Regions from separate parts of the Rattus norvegicus genome. Here region 2 is linked to region 1. A link is a contact called in public Hi-C data. All regions are on one chromosome and are shown on one strand. The core of a region is the stretch at or near the end of the contact, and the rest is flanking DNA. Distances in the headings are between cores, read along the strand shown.

Region 1 (3,959 bases), core at 462-2,961:
TGCCTGCCTGTCTGTCTGTCTGCCTGTGTAGGTATGGGGGTGCAGAGGACAGCTCTGGGTTTGGTTCTCCTGGAACTGTCCACCTTGCTCTCATTGCCCCTCACACTCCTGTCGATTGTCAAGGAGGCTGGGCAGGCTGGCCAGTAAGCCCAAGTATGTCTCTGCCTTCCAGCTTTGGGATCAAAGTTGTATGGCTGCTTCAGATGTGGGCACTGAAGATTGAGCTCCAGTCCTAAAACGTGCCTGATAAACAGTCTACTTTCTGAACTATCTCCCCAACCCCCAGCTGGGGTTCCCTGGTGGTTTTATGTGACCCACAAGATGAACTTGTAGCTCCTTCTCCTGGTGACTTTCACCCTGGCCTCTGGGAGTTCAGCAGTGTGTGACACAAGTCCTCCTTCCTCTTTGCTGGCCCCTCGTGCCGTCTGCCCTGGAAAGACTCTCTGAATAATTTGCCTGCTTTACATCCTGTTCTGTTCAGGTATTGTCAAAGGGAAATCATCACCACTGTAGTAAAAGTAAATTTCCTGGATCTAATTAAGAAACCCTCTGTCTCCTCAAAGACACACACAAAACCTATTTGATTGTTTCATGCTAAGTGAAGCCCTAGCCCTGACCTCTCTCCAAGCATTTCTACCTCACGCATCTGGTTTTGACTTCATACGTATAAATGACTTGATTTTAACAAAAGGACTCAAAGGAGGGCCCGCCGGCATGGTTCTGACTAGGACTTGTTATCTGAGCTGGTTTTCCACATCTGTGTTTACCAACGCATTTCTGTCTCCCCTCGTCTCTCAAGGATTCTCCAGGGAGGTTGATTATAAAGTGTTCCGGCTCCTCTCTTTCCGTGGTCTAGCTCCAGGCCTTGATAAAATGTGAGCTGGGTATCCAAAGAGACCCACGAGGAATAGTGGGACAAAGAACTGGCTTCACCATAAGGCCTTCCAGTCGCCGTATATGTACCTGCAATTGCAAGGGCCACCTCCCCTGTCAGACATAGGCAACCCACTACTTAGGGACCACCATACTGTGAGAGGCCCACCCAAAAGATGCAATGTCTTTTAACATCAGGAGGGAGAAAGGAGGTGTTAGGGCCAAAGGCATTTTAATTATTTTTTCTCCCACATTAAAAACAAGAGGAAGCATTTAGGGGCTAGCATTTGCCATCCTGAGGTTCTGGTGAGTTGGGGTTCTAGCCTATAAACTCAGAGGGGGACTATGGAGGCTTTTAAACCTGTTATGTTGAGGGGAATCCATGAAGAAGGGCATACAAAAGCCACCCCTGTGGCCTTACTGAAAGTTTGCTCATTTGATTGTATAAAAGAGATTGGGAAAGAGTTCCCCAAGAAGAAATTTCGGGGTGTCATTTGAATCTCTGACAAGGACCCCGAAGCCTCGCAAACTCCGTCTTCTCCCCTGTTGGTGCTCGAGTCTCAACAACACATGGAACCTACAAACTACGTCACCTCGAATCTTCATTCACTTTCGCCTTAAGAGTCTTCATTCTCTGCCAAGCTCTAAAAAGGGAAACTGTAGCCACTGGACTCCCTCAGCAAACCGTATATCCTTTCCTACAGTCCAAAGAGCTGACCTAGCCTCTGCTGAACACGTCAAAGAGGACGCCTGCCAATGTGTTTTCCATGGCCCTGTGGCTGACGGGAGGCAGCTGGAAGCAGCTGGATGACTCAGGAGAGGCACTGGCCCAGAACTTGACTAAGCCAGGACAGAGGAGACCACATCCTGTCTCATATTTCTGCTTCTCATTAACTGGAGGCTGTGTATTCAGAGCTCCATAGACATTAATCACATCCCCAAACACCCGGGGGGGACCTTTTAACACCGAGGCGGAGTATGTGTCCCACAAGGTCACCAGAAGTCATTTTGAAAGTCAATGGCACAGAGAGAGAGAGCCAGGGTCATACTGCCTGGTGATCCAGACAAGAGGTGGCCCCAAAGGTTAAGGTTGGGTGCAAGGGGACTATGGAGTCACCTTTGCCAAGGAGAGCATGAATTGGGTTTCTTCATTTGGTTCCTGATATCTATGTGCATTCTCTCACAGACCTTAGGGACTGGGAAAGAATCAAAGGAGTGACTGTTTGCAAAATGTTGCTACTTACAATGCCTCACTCCCTCTGTATAGGGGCCACTCTCAGGCTTGCTGATGACTTAGAAAGTAGCTTCGAATGACAGTGTCTCACTGAGAGAACCCTTGTGGAGCTGCTGCCTTATAGAAACGGCAATCAAGTTCCACCGTTGGTTGGAGTGAGTTCTCCATTCCCCGCAGAGAATCCGGCTGCTGGACTTAAGTGATCAAAGCCATCCCATGAGGTGGAGGCCTTGCAGAATGACTAGCAATGTCTTCAGGATCGTTTCCACTTAAGTCCGGCACTGTGGGAATCAGTAGGGTCACCCAGACCCGGGGGCTGCACTGGCAACGGCCCCTGGGAATGAGCTGTTCAGAACGAATGATTAAACCCAAGTCAATAATTAACTGGGGCTCTGTGAGGCATTTGCAAGGCATCTAACCACAAACTGCACACGCTGCTGGGACCCTGAGATGACTGGCTCTGATACAGAGATCAAAGGCACAGGAAGTCATAACTCCTGGTGCTACTTGTCAAACATGTCAGGCTGGAACAGTCTTCTTCCTGAAAACCTCTTTCTGCTGTGTTCCTGCCCCCACAGGCAAGGGGGAGCTTCATGATTTAGGGGAGAATCCTCCCTCACAACCCAGTCTGAAGAAACTCATGTGAGGGGTGTTTGCTTAAAATAAGTCTATTTGTTCTCTCGGAAGTGAAGTGTAACCCAATCATCTGGTTAATCATCTACATAAGCAAGTTTCAGATGAACTGAAGATAATCTGAATTAGGTCTATAGAGCGAGCTGGGAAGAGGCTAAGGGGTCACTCCCCAGCTTCCTAACTCTAACCTCAAGCTTTTCTTTACTGAATCTCCACATCAGGGCCTTGCTCATTTATGAGGAGTGCTCCCAGGCCCTTCAGACCCTTTTCTCTCTCCCAAGAGCCACCTTCCCAAGAGGGTCCTAGCCAGGAAGGTTCCACCCCTTGAAAGCATGTTCCACAACTGACTTCTCGCAGAGACAAGTTCCCAGGGAAAGAGCTGGGAACACACTTCCTTCTGCCCTCTCTGGGGCCTGTTTGAAATCCCTGTCTGTCTAGTTTCTGAGCTTTCAAAGGTGTAACCTATGGAGGGCCGAGGGAGGAGAGGTGACTCTGCTCCCCACCTTTCGTCTACTGTTGAGTCTTTTTCCTGAGCCATCAGTAGACTTAGTTTATCCCTTCCTAGTGAAGCCTCACCCATTTCTCTCCACAGCCTCGAAACTCTCTCCTCTCTCTTTCCCTAAGCTCTATGGTTTTCAGGGGTGTTATGGTGAGTCCTTGGAAGCCAAAGACAACAGAAAATTAAGGGGAGTGATGACAGAAAGTTTGCTGAACCCTAGAATGCTGTACCCATGAGGAGGAGGCTCTTCCTGCTTGGTTCACTGCTCACTGAAGTTCCACAATGTTCTGCGTGAAGTTCAGAGTGAACTAGCTAGCCACGGTGAGGCGGACACCTCTTCACACCTTAAGGCTGATTCCCAAAGCATGTCAGTGACAGCTTTCAGCCACGCTCCATGTGGCACAATACACTAGTCACAGGCTTCAGTGGTGTCCGCCAGCAACCCGATTCAATGACTCAGGAGAGTGTGAGCCATTTCCACACAGAAGGAGTTTCGAAGGCTGTTTTACAATGCTATTCACTCCTGCTATATCAGAGTCGCTTGGCTTCCCCCAAAGCACTGAGAACCATAGTCAGGCAAAAAGTCCCTTCTCACTGGGAGCACAGGCAGCTGAGCCCTTCCGGAAGTGTTCCTTTGCCATCAGTAAGTGTGTGCTCATCAAGGAATGAGCAGTGTGCGTGGGTTAAGAAGGATGAAGATTATCCCGGGCCAATGCACAG
Region 2 (3,690 bases), core at 625-3,124, 230 kb after region 1:
AGTAAAATACTGAAACCAGATAGGCTACAAAGACCCAGCTCAGAAATCTGAACAGGTCTGCACTTGCAGTGTCGAGGGCCACAAAAGGGCAGAGTCTTTTTCTCCTAAGGTGAAGAGAATTCATTTGTGGAGGTGGTTTTATTAAAAAAAAAAAAAAAAAAAAGCCCGAAACCTATCACCACGTGGTTATTATTATCAGACTCCCCCTCCCCCTTGTTAAGAAGACCATTTTGCAATTCAGCACACATCTGTAGCTGGTGTGGTCCTCCAAACCAATCAGTTGGCTGAGAGATTTTGAAATTCCATCCAGAGGGTCCAGTTCTTATGCAGATTATACAGTACCAAGTGCACACACACACACGCACACGCACGCACAGCATTAATGTCGAGAACCTCACCCTTTAAACACCTGTACTGCCACCACCTCCAATGGTTTTCTGTTCTTTGTTTTATTGGTCTCTTTATGGGAGAATGACCTACACATGGACTGGGCCATCTGGAAGAGGTCTCATCCCAGGCTGAAAAGCAGTTCTCAACAAAACCACACACACCCACCCCTGAAAAGTGGCGTCTTCCAGGCCATTCCCAGCCAAGTCCAGAAGCACAGCATCCTGGGCCCTCCAGCTGCCGCACGGTCCGAGACAGTCCTCTGGCTGGCCCCAAACCACCACCTCCTTTGGGCCCAGAGCAGGACAAATGAAATTGCAACAGGGACCTGCCCTGTGACATAAAATTACTCAGTTCCCACAGCTCCAGAATGAAAGGAGCGGTCATCCCCACCCCCCATCAGTACACCCCAGTGCCAATCCGTTCCCTCCCGGGTATCCCCAGGGTTCTGTGTGAACTGCATACCTCAGGTAACTCACACGTGATTCCCCCCCGCAGTGGGGGCTGGGCAGCCTGAACTTCTGGCCCTGCTGGAGCAAGAAGAAATCGCTTTTGTCTCTCTGACATCCAAGCTTGCCACCTGGGGCCAGAGGGCACACCACGGGACCCTCGCGTCCACTCCCCACCAGTCCCCCTACCCACCCCACCCGTAGCTCAAGCATTTAGACAAAAGGTCCTCTGAGCTGGGGTGGGGGGTGGGGCAGGTGACGAGATGGGTGGTTATGCAGCCTCCACACCCGGGCTAAGTCTCCAAGTCCTGTATTTGGATACAGAGATCGTGTTTTAAAAATTCGAATCATCGCTTTGGTTCGTTGTCTTTGTTCGCGGGTTCTCGCTCAACCCAGACGTCCATTCATTCACTCACTGGCTCGCTCGCTCAGCCTCGCTCCAGATCGCTGCTTGAGAGCATTACCGTTTCTTCTTCTGCTTGAGAGACTTCCTGCGTTTCAGGATCATCTCATAGAGCTTGTCCATACCCTCGGTGAGGCCCTCGCCGATGATGGCGCACGCCGGCTGGACATGGTAGGTGGTGGCCGGGATGAGCTCGTGTAGCGCCAGTTGCTTCTCAATCTCGGCCACCGGCAGAGACTTGGGCAGGTCCTGCTTGTTGGCGATGACCAGCAGCGGTGTGCCCTGGTTCTCGGCAAACTTGGTCACCTTGTGCAGCTCCGTTTTGGCCTCCTCCAGCCGATCCACGTCCACCGAATCCACCACGTAGATGATGCCGTCCGTGCAGCGGCTGTAGGACTTCCACAACGGCCGTAGCTTCTCCTGGCCGCCCACGTCCCAGAAGTGGCAGCTGATGCCCTTGGCAGTGCCGTTGCTCAGTTTGATCTTCTCGGTGTTAAAGCCGATGGTGGGCACCGTGTTCACGAACTCGTTGAACTTGAGCCGGTAGAGCACCGTGGTCTTGCCGGCCGAGTCCAAGCCCAGCATAACGATGTGCAGAGACTGGAAGGCCGAGATGTTGGAGGAGATGTTGCCCATGGCTTCTGGCTGCGGCGCCGGCCACTGCGGCTGCGGCGGGAGGGCGCCGCCCCCCGAGCAGTCACAGGCCCGCTGCGGCCCGGCGCACCTGGGCCCCGCCCGTTGCTGGACCCGGTGGGGCCTCGGCGTTCCCTGGGCGCTCGGCTAGGCGCGCTTAGACTCGGAGGGGCCCGCTCCCTGGCCCGCCTGGTGCGTGCTCCACGGGCATCTTTCTCCGGAGGCTTTGTCTCCCGCGCAGCCGCCACGGACAGACGCCGCGGTGTAGGATGTCTGCGCCCTGCGCTCTAGCCCCGCTCGATCTGCGGCTCTCCCGCGCCGCGGCTCTGCAGCAACCTCTGGTCTCCGCGCACCTCGGAGCTGCTCTAGCTGCGGCTACCCGGGAGCGCCGTGGAGGAGCAGGCGGGGCGCGGGCTTCCCCGGCGTACCGGTTAGCGTAGCTGCCTTTGCTGTCCCTGCAGTACTCGCGCTGCTGCTACCGCCACCGCCACCAGCTTGCTGCGGCCCGAGAGCGCCGGCCCCGCCCCTCTAGTCCCGCCCACCAGCCACGCCCCTTGCCTGGCACGCCCCGCGGTCTCCCGGGGTCAGGCGGGGTCTTCTCGGTCGGTTGCGTCTTTTCGCGCGCTCCTGTCGTTCGAAACTCGCCCTTACGACCCTTCCCGCCGGCCGTGCGCAGACTGTGGGCCTGGACCGGGACTCTTCCTCCCCAATCCGGTGACGCGTCTTTTAAAAATAGCTCCGGGCTCCGGAACCTCCGCCCGGGGCCTAGCCCGCAGCTGGCCCGGCAAGGGCAGCGTCTGCAGAGGGATAGGGCGGTGAGACTGCGGCACCCAGGCAGGAGGGCGGCGGAGAGGAGCTGACCTCCTGCAGCCTGCAGCCTGCCGCCCACTCCTCCCAATCCATTTCCACCGCGTGGTCTCACGCTCCTTGGTGCCCTAGTGTCCTGGTCCCTAGTCCTCCTTGATGCGTATGCTCCCTTCCTGCCCTAACTCTAGGGTGTGCCCAGGAGGCTCAGCTGAGAGTACCTACCAGCACCTGCCTAGATAACTCCAGACAATTGTTTCTCAGACACCCATTTTGGAGCCTTGTTTTATGCCCCGCCCCAACTCTGCTGACCTCCCAGATGAGGTTAGTCTTAAGGCACCCTTTGTCATTCCACCTTGAGAACTGTCTACCAGAAGACCACCGTGGAGCGATGGGGTGGAGGTAGGGGATGGGGGAGGTCCAGATCACCTGACCAGGCTCCAGGAAAGCTGGGCCTCTAGACCACCCTTGACTGTGAACCTTCTGTCTCTAGTTCGGAGCTGGTGGTGTGATGAATCACAAATACATATTTTCTGGGCTCTATTTCGTGACTCCATTCAGTGGTTTTCTTCTGCCTTTTAAAGCATAGCAAATGCACATTATCTCTGCCTGTAGTGGGAAGTGGGAGGGGCGATTATGAGCGACATAGATTTGATGATGCTGGGAACTGGAGATGGCCAGCCGCAGCACAAGTGGTTACATTTGTGTAGGTCAGGCTTCTGGGTCAGAAAAGGTTGCCGATACAATCCAGGGAAAGAAAATAAAATTTGCTAATTTAAAAATCACACACACACACACACACACACACACACACACACACACAAGCCTTCCTTTCCAATGCTAAGTTATAATACATTTCATTTGTACTAAAGCCTGAGAGAAAAATCACAGCTATCCAATACCATCTTTTAACTCTCCCAACTCCAAAAGCCAGTCCAGGCTTCCACCAGCTAGACTCAAGCCCAGGCGCTGGTGAGGGATGTTAGTGCTGGCAAGGTCCACTTAGATCACCTG

Evidence for each region. Hi-C and Micro-C count contacts between places; a contact is called where the count stands out from the background.
Region 2: a contact with region 1 is called in a Hi-C map of kidney, with 3 times the contacts expected there. The contact joins the promoter of Arl4c here to the enhancer-like site in region 1. A contact is called at or near these places in 7 of 12 Hi-C or Micro-C datasets (the A7r5 cell line, frontal cortex, hepatocytes and 3 more) and 1 of 1 datasets of contacts at active chromatin or transcription factors (oligodendrocytes).

The regions. Positions count from the first base shown.
Region 1 is chr9:96,519,085-96,523,043 of GRCr8, forward strand. All of the region lies in intron 1 of LOC102554187 (a long non-coding RNA gene), which reads right to left. Among named protein-coding and RNA genes, the nearest start is that of Spp2, 66 kb to the left of the region's middle. Within about 2 kb of position 1,712, at least 23 of the 93 cell types and tissues checked have an H3K27ac peak or open chromatin away from gene starts, as enhancers often do. A contact at or near this core is called in the A7r5 cell line and kidney, where this site is marked.
Region 2 is chr9:96,749,636-96,753,325 of GRCr8, forward strand. It overlaps Arl4c (ADP ribosylation factor like GTPase 4C), which reads right to left and starts at 1,875. Exons shown (of 1, transcript NM_001306054.2): 1 at 1-1,875. The coding sequence starts at 1,875. The coding sequence ends at 1,297.